Regions from separate parts of the Sus scrofa genome. Here region 2 is linked to region 1. Evidence: chromatin contacts called from public promoter capture Hi-C data. All regions are on one chromosome and are shown on one strand. Each heading gives the region's core, a stretch centred on a gene start, on an enhancer-like site or on the middle of the called end of the contact. The rest is flanking DNA. Distances are from core to core; before and after follow the strand shown. Region 1 holds the start of NR2C2 (nuclear receptor subfamily 2 group C member 2). Region 2 holds the start of CHCHD4 (coiled-coil-helix-coiled-coil-helix domain containing 4).

Region 1 (7,778 bases), core at 1,589-4,088:
TCTGTTATTACATCAAAGTGGGCCTTTCACATTTGCTTTAGTTTTTATTTTGGGGGCTGTTCATGGTACCTAAGTCCAAATCCTGTTCTTTCTTCCTGGTTTTGCTGAAAGTGAGACATGTGAATGTGAGCAAATAATATATATATGTTTATATATATGTATTATTCAAAATCTGGAACTCCTAGATTTTGTTATTAAAAGTAGGCTGGTGCAGGAGTTCCTGTTGTGGCTCAGCAGTGATGAACCCGACTAGTATCCATGAAGATGAGGGTTCAATCCCTGGCCTCACTCAGTGGGTTAAGGATCTGGCATTGCCATAAGCTGTGGTGTAGGTTGCAGATGCAACTTGGGTCCCGTGTTGCTGTGGCTGTGGAATAGGTTGGCAGCTACAGCTCTGATTTGACCCCTAGTCTGGGAACTTCCATGTGCCTTGGGTGCAGTCTTAAAAGACCAAAAAAAAAAAGGATGGCTTATAAAGTGTTTCGCATTAACATAGCTCTGAGCTGGTTCACAACATCTGATCAATTTTCCTCCAATGTGACTATCTACTAACTAGGCAAATAAAAAGGATGCCTAGCACTGAGGGACATGTCTAGACCGGGGCAAGCATAAGTCACCCCACCATCAAGGGACATGTTTTGGTTAGTTGAAGGGTTTAGTCAAAAGGGGAATGAAGAGAGTTCCCGTCGTGGCTCAGTGGTTAACAAATCTGACTAGGAACCATGAGGTTGTGGGTTCAATCCCTGGCCTTGCTCAGTGGGTTAAGGATCTGGCATTGCCATGACCTGTGGTGTAGGCTGCAGACATGGCTCAGATCCCACGTTGCTGTGGTTCTAGTGTAGTCCGGTGGCTACAGCTCCGATTTGACCCCTGGTCTGGGGACCTCCATATGCGGCCGGAGCAGCCCAAGAAATGGCAAAAAGACAAAAAAAAAAAAAAAAAAAAAAGGAACGATGGAAAAATATGCACATATTTGGAGGTATGGGGAAGTCATTCTGGCTTATATATGACTTAACTTGAACTTTACTGACTAGAGCAGCCTGTTTTATAGCCTTCTGGATGTGCACTGTACATATGCCTTGGCCACTGAGGAGGGGAATACATTTGAAAGTCAAAAGCTATAGTTGAGATATCTAAGGTAAAAATAGGTGGCCATTGTGGATGTGATTTCATACATATTCCTGTATTGCTAAGGACTTGACTTTTCTGAGCTGTGTCATACTCAGGATGTCACCAGCCTCTCTCAAAGCACTGTATGCTGACAGGTGGCAGCTGCAATCTTATAACCTCCAGGTCTCCTCTTGTAACTATTAAATTTTTAGGAAATAAAGCTGTTTTAGACCAGATGTTAGCAGAAAAAGGAGACAAGTGTAGTGGCTAATACTCTTGTTCTACCTACTACATCAGAAGTTAAAACCTACTTAGATAAAAAGAAACAACTGGCTACCTTGCTACAAGTCTCCCCCAAAATGCCACTTTCAGATTGGTTTTCAGGCTTATTCTCCTCAATTCCTCAGGAAATGATCTTTATTATACAAGACTCTGATCCAGGACTTGGAACTTGGGAATATTTCCAACTTGGTGTCAATTCCCCAAATCAAGGAAGGATTACACACATTTCAGCAGGAAGTAGCCAGAGCAGTCACTGCTTCATTACCTTGAAGATTTAGGAAAGGATGAAAATGGGGTTGGAGTTTGCAAACAAGTCCCCCTAAACCCAAGCTCCTTTGTCGAGTTTATGATTAAACTATCGAAAATATTATTCTTTTCTTTTTACGGCCTCACCTGCGGAATATGCAAGTTCCTAGCTAGAGGGTCAAATTGGAGCTGCAGCTGTAGGCCTATGCCACAGCCATAGCAACACCAGATCTGAGCTGCGTCTGTGACCTATGCTGAAGCTTGTGGCAACACTGGATCCTTAATTCACTGAGGCCAGGGATCGAACTTGCATCCTCAGGGACACTGTGTTGGGTTCTTAACCCAATGAGCCACAAGGGGAACTTTTTATTCCCTTTCTTGCCCAACACATGCTCTCCCCAAGATTGAGGGGTATCAAAGAAAAGTGGGTAATAGTAAGACAACAAAATTCTGACTCCATATTAGATCTGTTCCTTTATTACATCATCCATGGTTTCCTTCTTGAAGAGGGACGCCATGGTCAGAGATGGTGCCTGGGCTACCCTGCTTGGCCCAGTCTGGGCCTGCAACTGGAAGAGTACAGAAGGGAAAGGATAGGTTTGAAGGGTTCAGGATGGTGGAGTGGATGGGCAAAAGAAGAGGGTGGGGATCCACAAAGCCTGCCACAATGAGCTGCCCAGAGCTCAGGTGGCTTCAAACTAAGACACTTTTTGGAGAGCTGTTAGCACAAAGGAGCTGACACCAAGAAGTTTCCAATGACTAACCATGCCCCTCCCTCAACTTTCCTTTATAAAGGCTTTGCCAAAAAAAAGTTCAGGTTTTTGTTGTGTTTTGTTTTCTTATTAGGGCCTGAGGCACAAGAAAGTTCCAGGCTAGGGGTCAAATCGGAGTTGCAGCTGCCAGCCTACACCACAGCCACAGCAATGCTGAATCCTTAACCCATTAAGCGAGGCCAGGGATGAAACCCACATCCTCATGGATACTAGCTGGATTCTTAACCCAGTGGGCCACAACAGGAACTCCCAGAGTTCAGGGGTTTTTCTTGGGCCTGAGCCAACCTGTCTCCTTGCACGCCCTGCAATAAATCTTTCTCTGCTCCAAACTCTGACATTTTGGTATTGTTTGGCTTTAGTATGCACACAGATTTACATCCAGTATTGAGTATCTAATGAAAACCAGTAACTCAAGATGTATAGGATTAAGAGAAGCAATTATATTTATATTTAAGCAATTCCACAGAGTTTCTTGATACACTTAAGCATCATCGTTTACTAGTTCACATCTCCAAAAGGAGACACATGGAAGAAAGATTTGGATCATATGTTCAAGATTTGGGAGGCTTTTAACACTATCTGATACTCCCAGAAGCTGGTGTATCCTCGGACCTTTCAAACCCCAATTAAATACTCTCTGTACCGAGTAGGGCACAAAGAATTCAATATCCACCCAAGAAACCATACACTTCCGATCTACAGGCGCTCCGCTGTGTCACCGCTTCCTCAGTCCACAAACAGAGGCCTCGGCAGGGCGGACGCCGGGTGGAAGACCTTACGGTGAGAACACAGCCCCCACCTGGCCTCCAGCCGCCAGAGGAACCCGGGAGGGGCGGACTGGCCCCCGAATAACGGAGCCCTGCGGTCCCGGCTTTTTAAAACGACCAACCACCCCTTTACCCCAACGACCGCGGCCTCCACCCTCCATTCTGGCCCTGCGGCGGTGCAGGCGGCGGTACGGGCCGAGGCTCCGGCGAACAGCGCGGAGCCTGCGTCTTCCTCCGCCACCGCCGCCCGGCCGGACAGCCGTGGGGCCGGATGGAGCAGCGCGGCCGCCGCGTTCCGGTGCGCGCGCGCGCCTCAGCCAATCGCGTGCTCGCCCGCCCCCCGCGGCCGCGGCGAGGCCGGCGCTGGGAAGAGGAAGAAGAACATTCGCCCTCCTCCTACCAGCGCGCGGGCGGCGGCGGCGGCGGCACCGGGGTCACGAACTCTGACCTTTCGCTGACAAAAACAATAACAAACCCCCCCTTCCCCGCGACCCCGGCGGCGCCCCCGGGCCCGCCCCCGCCGCCCCGCTCCCACCTCGGCGTCTCGTCTCTCGCCCGCTGCCCCGCGAGCCCGCGGCCCCGGGCTCCCGCCATCCGCCGACGCCGGGAAGCCGGCCTCCCCGCGTCCTGCCCTCCGCGCCGGGGGCCGCCCGCCGCAGACACGGGACCTGCTCCGAGGCCGCTTTGGCGCCAAATCCTGAGGTAAAATTGAAAAAGGGCCGGGGCGGGCTCGGGCCGGCGGCGGAGGGGGCGGGCCTGGCGCGCGGACATGGAGGCGCCGCGGCGGCGCCTGAACCCGACCCTTTTACCTTTGCCACGGGGCGGTGGCGCCGGCCGCTTTGCATAGTGGGCCGGGCCGCTCCCCTCCCCTCCCCGCCCGCGGCCGGGCGAAGCGAGCGGGCTCCCCCTGACCGGTCGGGCCGGCGCGAGGGTGGGGGCGGAGGGGGCCGGCCGCGGCCCCGCCTCACAGTTGGCCCTCCGCCAGCGCCGCCATTTTGTTCTTGGCGGAGATGGCTCCGGCTGGGCCGCTCCCCTCCTCCTCCTTCGCATCCTCCTCCTCCCTGCAGTCCCTCCTTCCCTCGCTCCCCGGCTCCTCTCCCCTCCGCTTCCCGCCCGTCGTTGGCAGCCGCAGCGGCCCAACCGCCGTTTTGTTTTGTTTTGTTCTTGAAGGGGAGGGTGGAGGGAAGAGAGGAAGGCGGGAGTGGGGCGCGACCTTCTGAACGACGGCTGGGTGGGCCAACTGACGCCAAGACAGGCGGGCTGGTGCTTGCGGCTCCGCCCCCTGAGGCTCTGCTGATTGGCTCTGTTGGGAGGGGGTGGTCCCCGCGCGGCGCGGGAGCCCTGGCTGGGCTGGAGCAGGGGCCGGGGCGAGGTGTGGGGCCAGGGCGCCGGGGGCGGGGCGCTCAGAGACGCGGCCTGGGTGAGCGCGAGGCGCGCGTGGGTGCGGTGAGGGGTCGGGCAGCGTCTTCGACCGGGACACGTCTAGAATGAGTGCTGTAGAACGATGGTAAAGAGGTGATGAGGCATCCTGAACCGAGGGCGCTCGCTCGTGGGAAGGGCTTTTTGGAATCTGGACACCTTGGGGCTCCTGACCATACTTTCGGCGCGGCGGCGGGCGAATCCCTCTCGTGAGGCTGTTTCATCGGCTGTCAAGTGGGAGGATGGGCGTTCTTGCCAGGCTGGACCTCCCTTCCCAGGATCGTTTGAGGGACCCAACTCAGAAAATGGAGTCCAGGCTATTTTGTGAACCTCAAAGTAATGTAAAAATGGTGTTACTGAAAATGGAGTGAAGAGCCACCTGGCGCGGAAAGCTTAAGGGTACAGAGGGCTTAAGAGAATGGAGAAGAATCTGGGGTATTTTTCTTTTCATTCGTTGGTTAACTACATATTTGCTTAGTTTAGGGCACTGGGGATACAGCCTAAGAACCAGCTAGACCAGGCCCCCGCCCTCCCAGAATTGGGGGTGAAGTAAATAGACAAGTGATTTTAGCAAGTGGTAAATCCCATGAAGGGGGTGAAATGAAACTGGTTGATGTGTTGAAGTCCTGAGGAAACTGCTATTGGCTGGTTAGGGAAGAGGAGGCCAAGTCTGAATGGATTACCCAAGGAAGAACTAGCGTGAGAGAGAGAAGGAAGAGCAAGTGTGAAACCCCAGAAGGGAAGGCATTTGGTGTGAGTGAGGCTGGAGAGCTGTCCTTTTCATTATCCCCTCTACCTACAGGCTAAAATCTCAGAAATAAGACAAAGATAATGGAGACTAAATCTCAGATTTAATAATCATAGAGTCAAGGAAAATAGAACTATCAAATGCATAACTGATGTAGACATGACTTGAGAAAGCCTCAGAAAATGTTACTTCCAGGTTCAAATCCTTTGTCATCCCCTGTGTTTATCTTCAATTCCTCAAATATTTGCTGAGCCCAGGTGTTAGATGATAAGGACATTGATTGGTGTCAAGCATGTGAATATAGTTCTTTTTTTTTTTTGTCTTTTTTTGGTATTTCTTGGGCCGCTCCTGCAGCATATGGAGGTTCCCAGGCTAGGGGTCGAATCAGAGCTGTAGCCACCGGCCTACGCCAGAGCCACAGCAACGCGGGATCCGAGCCGCGTCTGCAACCTACACCACAGCTCACGGCAACGCCGGATCATTAACCCACTGAGCAAGGGCAGGGACCGAACCCGCAACCTCATGGTTCCTAGTCGGATTCGTTAACCACTGCGCAACTACGGGAACTCCGTGAATATAGTTCTATATGCCTGAGTTCCGTTTTCTCCTTCTCCCCCCAGTTTATATACATACACGAATGCACATACCTGTACATACATAAAAAGTTGGAGGCAGAAGCCAAATAGTGTTGTTAATAGTGCCAAAATTTACTAGCCCTATGACTTTGGATAAGTTAGTTAACTTTTTCGAGACTTAGTGTCCTCATTTGGGTGATAATGGACCTTTCCTTCTGGAATCGAGGATTAAATGATTTTAATGTAAATAAAGAGCTTAGAAAAGTGGCGTATAATAAATGCTCACAGTTGAAGTCACGAAATACTAGCTGTTTGGTAAAGACATTGGACTGGTTAAGTGATGGTAAACAATGAAATTTTTAGACAGTCTGGTGTAGGAGCAAAACACTGGATTAGAACACTGGAGTGCTAGTTTTGCCTTGGCATCCAAACCAAAAGTTTATTTGGGAAACAAAGTTAAAAAGAAAAGGAAGTAGTGCAACTAATAGTATTAACAGAGGTATGGGGTGCTTTATAATTTTCAAAATTCTCTTACAGGCATTATATTGTTCAATCCTTACCAGGATATAAGGTGAAGGTCCTTTTCCTCCTATTTTAAAACTTTTCTAAGACTTTTCATCATTTTTTAATCCCTGTATCCCTACCTCTTTGTGCATTGAACATTGGCCTGCTTTCAGCTTCCTTGAAAGTGTGACTGACTTTGCTTTGCTGTTCCCTCAGCCTAAAGTCCTTATATGCCCCCATTCCACACAAACTCTAGTCTGCAGATGTCAACTCAAGCGTCACTTCCTCAGGAAAGCCCTCTCTGATGCCCACTGCCAGTCTAGATCAGATTCTTTCACTTTACACTGTGTTCCTTTCCTTTAAAACATTGCTCTCACTCCATGTGATTGATTGATTGAAATCTGTTCCCCTTAGGAAAGGAAGAATCATTTAGTGCACCGTTATATTTCCAGTTTTTAGCAGAATGCTGGAATTACTTTGTAGAGGAATGAGTTGTTGATAATTTATGATATCATTGATAACTAAGTTGCTGCCCATTGATAGGGCCTTTTGTGTGTATGTGTGTGTGTGTGTGTGTGTGTGTGTGTGTGTTTTGCTTTTTTTAGGGCTATACCTGCAGCATATGAAAGTTCCCAGTCTAGGGGTCAAACTGGAGCGGCACCTGCCTGCCTATGCCACAGCCATAGCAATGCTGGATCTAAGCCACATCTGTGACCTATGCTGCAGCCTAACCCACTGAGTGAGGGCAGGGATTGAACCTGCATCCTCATGGATGGGTTCTTAACCTGCTGACCCTAACCTTTTTTGTTCCCAGGCTAGGGTCAGATTGGAGCCACAGCCACAGTAACTTGGGATCCAAGCTGCATCTGCAACCTACACCACAGCTCACGGCAATGCCCAATCCTTAACTCACTGAGCAAGGCCAGGGATCAAACCCACATCCTCATGGATTCTAGTCAGGTTCGTTACCTCTGAGCCACGACGGGAACTCCAGTGGTGCCTTTTTATGTTGGCTTATTTGGCAATTCATGTAGCAGTGCCAGCAGTAAAATATTTGGATGAATTGAAGTGGTCCTTCACAGATATGGCACTGCCTGGAGATGTAAATATGGGTAAGATAACCCAAATGAATCCCTTTTTACCCACCTATTATTTGTGTGTGTGTGTGTTTTAAGATGAATGGATAATTTAATAATTAAATTACATGACTGTTTCTTGAGAACTCATTAATAAACAACCAAATATATCATGTAATTTGCTTTAGTTGAAGAATCAAAGCACCCATGTGATTTTCTTGAAATAAAAAATGCTAGTCTTCTATCATGGGATCAGAGAAGAGAGACTTACTGGGTTT
Region 2 (7,778 bases), core at 2,580-5,079, 840 kb before region 1:
GCACAGGACTTTGGGGGTCGAATTCATATCGTAGCAATGGGAGAGTATGGTTCTGTTGGTGATGTGACTGTGGTTTCTGGGCAGGGACCTATCTTTGTATCCCTGACCCTGGTACCCAGACAGTGCTCATGTTTGTTAATGGACCAGTTGCAGTAAGGGCTCAAAACCATCTGTGAGAAGAACACAAACGCAGCCCTAAGCCTAAGAGTTAAGCCCAGCTTTGAGAGGCCTGGCTCAGGGTAGCACTAACAGGACTGGGGTTCAGAGCTAAGGTTAAGCACCTACCAGCTCAGCCCACCTACCTCCACGGTTGGGGCAAGAGTCAAGAGAGTTTGGTTACACAAAGGAGGTGAGGTGAGTTTCTGCTCTCACCTGCAATTCCTCTCAAAACGTAACTTTTTTTTTTTAACAGCTGCACTCACAGCATATGGAAGTTCCCGGTGTGGGGACTGAACCAGTGCCACTGCCACAGCATCCTGAGCCCCTGTAGTCGGAATCTTAACGTACTGGGCCACAGCGGGAACTCCAAAACACAGTAACTTTAAATGGCATCAAATGACATAAAATCATTCATCTGGAAGAGATGGGAGGCTGAGATGTCAATGTCAAAAGGGGGAAAACAGAGGACTGCTCTTGCCTCAAAGATGGGAGACAGCTGACCCCAAAGTGCCCCTGGAGGCGCGGTCTAGAAGAGCAGTCCCCATCCACACACCTGGGAGGACTGGGAATTGGAGGCCCCAGGTCACTCTGCAAGCAGGACTTCAGGGTGGGGCTGGTGACAGAAGGACTGACAGAGCATTCAGACACCAAGACACCCCAGTTCTGCAGTTTTACTCTGTGCCTCTGTCCCCGACTCCCATCTTCCTCTCATGCCTCCCTCATCCAATCCTGCTGGCTCTGCCTCCAAGCACATCCAGAAGGACCTGCATCCCTCACCTTCATGACCCCCTCTCCCCACTTCTCCCTCCACTCAGCATCTCCTTGCTTCTACTTGAATGTGCTGAGCACACGCCTACCTCAGGGCCTTTGCACAGGCTGTCTGCCCCCTAGGAACACACTGAGATCCCCTCTCAGCCACCTTCTCCCTGCCTTCATACCTCCTGCTCAGATGCCATCCTCCTTCATCCTTTCCCATCACCATTTACCTGCTTTTTCTCACCTTACAATTACATATTTGTTTACCACCTGTCACCCCCACTGAAATTGAAATGTCTGCTCCATTCATTGCAGCACCTCCAGAGCCTAGAACAGTGCCCAAGACATAGTGGGTAATCGGTATTTGCTGAAGACGTGAATGGAGAAATTGAACTCTGGGTTCGAACATGAAGACCTCCGCCCCAGCAGAGAAAGGTTATCACCATGAAGCAGGTTAGAGAAAAAAACCCTTGGATGGGTGGTCTCATTTTCCCCAGGACACGTGTGGGTCTTTACACATCAGAATCTCTCAGCACATCCAACCCAGGAAGGTTCCCCCCCCAGCCCCCACCACACCATGAGGGCAGATGGCCCACCTATGACCAAAGCCATGCCTCAGTGGCTGGTACTTCACAGGTGCTCAATAAAGTTTAGCTGAACAGAAGCGGGGTCAACATTAGAAGAGAAAGAACAGTGCTACCCATGGCCAGGGAGCTAGTCTGGGTCCACACTGCCCAACACCTTGAACACCCAGCTGAGGCCTTTACTCCAAAGGCTGGGATAGGGGCAGGGCACCCCTGAAGTCAATGTGATTCACTTAGAACAGAGGGAAAGCGTATGCACGGGTTCACTGGGTAAAGGTGCCAGGTGCCAGGGGTATGGCCCATCTAATGCTCTCAGAAGACAGGAAATGCTGCTAGAAGACAGGAAATAAGATGACCAAAACAAATCAGGTAATTTCATAGTTTAGGAAGTGAAAGACACAAAGGGTCAAGAAAGACCTTACTGAGAAGCTGAATCTTAAAGGATGAGGAGGCAGCCGTGGGAAGAGACCTGGAGGAAGGATGCACCCAGGCAAAGGGAACAGCTGAGGCCAGTGTGGCTGGTCAGCAGTGGGTGATTAGAGACCAGCTGGGGACGGATCAGGTGGGGGCTCCATCACACAAGCCCTCAATCAGGCGTTTGGGATCACTTCTCTAAGTCCCATGGGAAACAGAAAGAATTGCTAGGTAGAAAAGAAGTTTTTTAGGATTTAGGGGACCATGGCATGGATAATATTAAAAACTAGGGAAGGCCTAAAAATGAATGCTTTCAGTTCTCACCCCCAATACTAAGAGAGATCTTTGACCCAGGAAAAGATATGACCTACCATTTGGTGGTAGATAAACACCTGCCTTGGACTTCCAGAAATCCTCAGGGACAAGGAGGGTCTGTTTATCTGCATGGCCTCATTAAGCCCACAAGGCTCAAAAAAAAAAATTGCTAAATGATGAAGTAAAGTAGACTCAGAAGGCAATAAAAAACAAGAGACCTACTCTCTAACAAAGCGGTGAGGGCAGAGGACTTTTGCTCAAGGCAGAGTTAAATATCAATCAATTAAAATAGCACTCATTAGAGACATCGTGAGTATTATGACTTTATGACCCAGGGAAGGAGGGTTCTGGAAGCAGAATGGGGTACTGGGGGAAAGGCCTAGCATTTTAGATTGAGCTGTTTTCCTACCTAAGCATGACCTTGGGTAGATCACCTCCATCTCTGGGCTTAAGGGTCCCTCAATGACCTGAGGGAGCTAGACTATTCATTAAAGAATTTCAGGGAGAGTTCCAGCTCTCTCTGGAGCTTTAAAGTCTCAGGTGTTCACCATCACCCTCACCTGGCACTAAAAAGGTGCTTCATGAATATGTGGAGAAGGAAGGAAGGCCTACTTCTCATTTTACAAGACTGAACACTGGGCCTTGGAGGGGCTGGGTGACAGCTCAGGGACAAAGAGCCAGTTAGCGGTTGTGCGCGGAGGCCCTCGAACCCCTGGCCTGGAGACTTCTGGGGTTCCAGGAGAGGTAACAAGGAGAGAGACCATAGACAGAAACCTATTTAGTTTTGTTTTTTTGGGGGGTTGTCTTCCCAACGGAAGGCTCCCTGGAATCCACTGGTCACCAGGCTGGGCAGCTCTGGAATCAGACCGCGGGGGTCCAACCCCAGCTTCCGGACTTGCCGGCATCATGGCATTAGCCTAGTCACCTCTGGGTCGCTGTTTACTCTCGGGAAATGAACAGGGCCTGGCTTAGGGCGCACCAGCGCCTGACCGGTCCCCTCGGGCGGTACTCCACGCCGCAGCACAGAGCACGCCGAGGGCGACTTTCCAGGACTGTTGACGGGCGGCGCAAACCGGAACACGTGGTGTGGGTAAGCGCCATAGTAACAATTAATACCTATAAACTCTCCGTTAGGAGCCAGCGGCAGCGCGCTCGCACTCCTCCGACCCCCAGGCCTAATTTAAGAGCTCTCTCACGTGGTGGTCCCTCAGACGTCCGGGTTCGAGCCTCACGGTGACCTTGGACCGCCTCGCTTCTCCCCGCTGCCCATCTGTAAAGCGGGGATGGAGACCCGACGCAAGGGTCCGAGGACTATCTTCCGCACCAGTGGTGGGGCGCGGGGGCCGCACAATCCGCCTGTTCCCTGCAGGCCCTCGTAGGCCGTCTCTAGGTACCCCGCCCTCCTACCTTCCTGCCGGCAGTAGGCCATAGTGCAGCCCGGCGCTCCAACCTCGCGGTGATCGCGGTGGCTGCCTCACGCCGTGACCTCTCCCCGGCGAGGCGGGCGGCTGGGAGGCCCGTGCGGACCCGCCCCCTCCAGGCCTGCCCTCCGCGCGCCTGCCTCGGAGCTCCTAGCCCGGCCTTCTCAACCGGGAACTACATTTCCCAGCAGGCCGCGCGCCGCCGAGCAACTCCCTAGACAGAAGGAACTGCAATTCCCAGAATGACCTGCAATGCGCAGGTGCACCAGTGAGGTACCGGGTAGGTTGCAACTTCCGGAGAGGGCACCAGACTACGTTTCCCAGGAGGAGGCGCGGCGGGCGAGAGCAGAAAAACCGCGGCTTGCGGGGCGTTGCTCTGTAGCGCATCCTAGGGCTCCGGGCTTCCCGCGCCTTTTGGCCGCCATCTGGCTGTCGAGAGGTGGCGGGATTCCGTGGTGCAGCCGTAAGTCCGTTTTCTTGCTGAGCCGAGTGAGGCGGGCGGTGACCGGATCCTGCCATGGCTGCGAACGTGAGTGTCCCCGGCTTCGCCGGCCACACCCAGGCTGCCTCGTCCACTCTCCCGGCCGCCCGCCGTAGCCCCTTGTGCGGCTAACCGCCTCCGTGCAGCCGGCCCTTCCTCCCTCTCGCTCCCGGGTCCGCTCCTTCCGGCAGGGCAGCCAGGTCGTCCGTACGTGCGGTCAGCACCCGGTGGTCCACGTCCTCCTCGGGGGCGCGTGGTGGTAGAGACGCAACCTCTGGAGGTGTGGCTCTGTCTCCGGGTCCGCTTATGTGCGGCGCCTCCGCGCAGCTCCTTCTTTCCTTCTCGGTTCCCGCCTGCGCCTTTGGGATTCTCACATTTGCGGACTTGAGAGTTGGACGGGACTTCAGACAGGAGTCCCCCATGGGGTGTGTGGGGAGGCAGATATCGCCCTGGTGAAGCTGTCCAGAAACGCACTGTCCTAGCAGGCACTGAGGTCCCCGCTCCAGGGAGTATGTAAACCAAGGCTCTGATGTTGTGCAGAGGGGCAGACTAGTTTGGAGCAGAGGAGTTAGCATGACTGGGAGAGGGAGCATTTCCCTACTGCTGGCCCCTCGTCTTCCTGGCTTTGGCTTGGTTGGAAAGGCCCTGGCTGAGGGCGGTGCCCTTGGAAAGGCAGCTGCTTTTCTCCCTGCTTTTCTGAGGAACCTTTCTATTTAAGCCCCACATTCATTCAACAAACCGAGGGGCACCTGCCAACAGGGTGCTGGGTGTGGGAGAAGCTGGTGACTCATGTTCCTGTCTTCTGCAAAAGTGCCTCTGGTGCCAGCTCGGAGCCCAGCCAGCTGAGGCACTCCCTCCCTCCTGCTTTGGTGGCATGTCCTAACCACTCTCTCTCTTGGCCTTTCACACCCTCTTAACAGGCCCTTCCTCTGTCCCCAAGGTCCTCTCTGCCTTCCACACCCCCTGAGAAGCCAGGGTTTGCCTCACCCACAGCCCCAGCACACTTTGCCTGAGTTTGCATTGTCTGGGAGGCCAAGAAGCCTTTGAAAAAGCACCTAGAAAAGCCTCAGAGGTGGTCCGGGAGACCCAGGGTCTTCCCTCGGCAGAGCGCAGTCAGGAGACCGCCAGCCCCCCCTCCATAATGACCACTTTACAGATAGGGAACTTTCCCAGCAGAGAAAGGCCCTGCCCAGGGTTGCAGAGCCAGCCTGGCAGGCTACATCTTGGGTGAGCGTAGCAGGCTTTGGAGTCGGGCTGACAAGTGGTCTTAATCTCTTGAGGTTTATGTTTCCTCATAGGATCAGTTAACCTGAAATTTAAAGGAAAACCATGCTTAACACACTTAATGCACTATAGGTTCGTACTTAATACATTAAAAAAAAAAAAAAAAAGTAGAGTTTATCCGCACAGTCCTAGTGGACAGAGACCATCTTGGGTATGTTGGTATCCTGACCTTTGTCAAGGAATGTAAATGAATGTGGGTATCCTCTGCTGCCAAGTCTTTGTTGATTCACCCAGCAATGCGGTCCACATTTGGGGGCATCAAGCCATGTGAGGAAGAAGGAAGATGGTGGGGTGGAGCAGGGAGGCAGCAGAATTCTTCTTCACTGAAACAGCCGTCCGTTGATACGGTTACCATCTCCATTCCAAATGAGCAAACCAGAGCAGAGAGGTGGAGCAGCTTACCCAGGGGTACACAGCGGGTGATTTTCAGGGCCCAGATGCAGAGCTCTTCCCACAGCTCACTGCTCATTGCTTCTGATCCTGGAGTAGTGAGTGGGGAGCAGGCAGGGAGGAAATCTCCATGACCATCCACATTTGCTGGGAATTTGGTTCAGAGTGTGAGCTGGGCATGCCATGCTGCTCCCAGCCTGAGGGGCACTTTCTTCCTTTCCTTTACAGCCATCTTCGAGCCCCTTATCTTGAAGTCAGCTCCTAGGTATGTGCTGAGGGGAGGCCCAGGAAGAAGCTAGGTCTTCCCACCCCCAAGGTGGGGTTGCACAGGTGGTAATGGGGCTGATTTCTTTTGCTATCCTGTGCTGCCTGCAGCCGGCTCCTAGTGTTCAACTCCTGTTATGACCCGAGAAGTTAGGAATGCAGTCCAGAGCAGGGTAACAGGAAAGTGGCCTCCAGCCTGCCCAGGTGTGAATCCTAAGTCCACTTCTTAGAGGCTGTGTGATCTCGCCTGGTGATGTAACTGCTGAGCCTCAGTTTGTTTTCTCATCTGTGCAATGGGGTCGTGATAGCACCCTCTCCTTGGGCTTGTCCATGTGATAGACTGGAGTGTTTGCCATTGTCATCGTTATGATGGTTGATGGTCCCCTCCTGCCTGCAGCAAATTGCTCCACTAATGTTTCCAAATGGCCTGGAAGGTCAAGACCATTTCTGAACACAGGACAAGTGGTGCCTAGCAGGCCTGGGCTGGTGGCATTCAGAGACAGTCAAAGAACACGGCATCAGCTTTGTTCAAATGGAGACTAACTTGAATCTCATCCTGCCCCACCCCCAGTGCCAGGATGGGCTAGCTCGTTCTCATTGCTCATCTGGGAACCACTTACATCTTTGTCGTTTTTGTCAGCTCAGCCCAGCCTTGGTACCAGTGATGGAGAAAGCTGATGACATTCCACCAGCCCGTGCCGCACGTGACTCACTGTGCCCTAAGCACTGAGCACCCTCTGGTTCTCACCATGACCCTATATGCTGGATTATTCTCCCCTCTTTACCGATTAGGAAGTGGGGGTACAGAGGGATTAAATTGCTTGCCCAGAGTCTCATAGCTGGTGTGTAGCAGAGCCTTTATCCAAACCCGGCCTTCTGGCTCCAGAGTCCTGCCTTTGACACTGACACTCTTGATCAGCGGTGGACAGGCTCTAAACCATGCTTCTTTTACCAACTGGACAAAGCTCCACCCACTGACTCTATGGTTTACCTATGACCCCCAACCCCATACATACCCTCCTCCCCACACCCGCTACCACCCAGCCAGAGCAGATGGGCAGCTTACCCCCAAATATGCTCAGAGATTCTGCTCAAATGCCCCCACCTCCAGGAAGCCTGCCTTGACCCTTTAGCTGGAAGGGATCGTTCCTTTTGCACAGGATCTGCCCCTCTCACTAAAAACTCAGCAAGGCCTAGCACTGTTTCTGGCTGCTTGATGGCCCAAAAGCCACTCACTCCTCTTTCCCTTACAACTTGGTGCTGCCCTCAGGAAGCTCAGCCTCTCTTTGTTGAATTGAATTTAAAATGTATCTCTGATCATCTGTTTGTAAAACAGTTTGCCAGTTTCTTCAAAGACATACATCTTCCCTATGTGTGAGTGTGTAAAAACCCAGTACCAGTCCTGAGTTTATACCTACCCAATGCCCAGTGGAAATGAAAGCGCATGTCTCTGTGAAGACTTTGTCAATGAAAATTCAATTAACAATCAAAAAGAAAAAGAATTTTACTTGAGTCAAACTGAGTATAATCCAGGATACAGACTCTTAGAAGCTCTGAGAACTGTTCTGCCTGTTTGAAGTTGAAAGCGCAAGTCGTGTACATTTTTGAGACAAAGGCCTATACATCAAAATGACTTATATTAAGTAATACATATTTTATATCTATTTAATACTATATATAATATAAAATACTGATATTTTACCTGCACTT

Evidence for each region. Promoter capture Hi-C pulls out the DNA fragments that hold promoters and counts their contacts.
Region 2: a contact with region 1 is called in a promoter capture Hi-C map of fetal skeletal muscle, with 6 times the contacts expected there. The contact joins the promoter of CHCHD4 here to the promoter of NR2C2 in region 1. A contact is called at or near these places in 1 of 5 promoter capture datasets (fetal skeletal muscle) and 1 of 2 datasets of contacts at active chromatin or transcription factors (alveolar macrophages).

Annotation. Positions count from the first base shown.
Region 1 is chr13:69,572,698-69,580,475 of Sscrofa11.1, reverse strand. It overlaps NR2C2 (nuclear receptor subfamily 2 group C member 2), which reads left to right and starts at 2,838. Exons shown (of 15, transcript XM_005669805.3): 1 at 2,838-3,880. It overlaps LOC106505680 (serine/arginine repetitive matrix protein 3-like), which reads right to left and starts at 4,821. Exons shown (of 4, transcript XM_021069810.1): 1 at 4,777-4,821; 2 at 3,988-4,660. The coding sequence starts at 4,821.
Region 2 is chr13:70,413,377-70,421,154 of Sscrofa11.1, reverse strand. CHCHD4 (coiled-coil-helix-coiled-coil-helix domain containing 4) reads right to left here and starts at 3,829. Exons shown (of 3, transcript NM_001243499.1): 1 at 3,636-3,829. The coding sequence starts at 3,657. TMEM43 (transmembrane protein 43) reads left to right here and starts at 3,942. Exons shown (of 12, transcript XM_021069380.1): 1 at 3,942-4,178. The coding sequence starts at 4,167.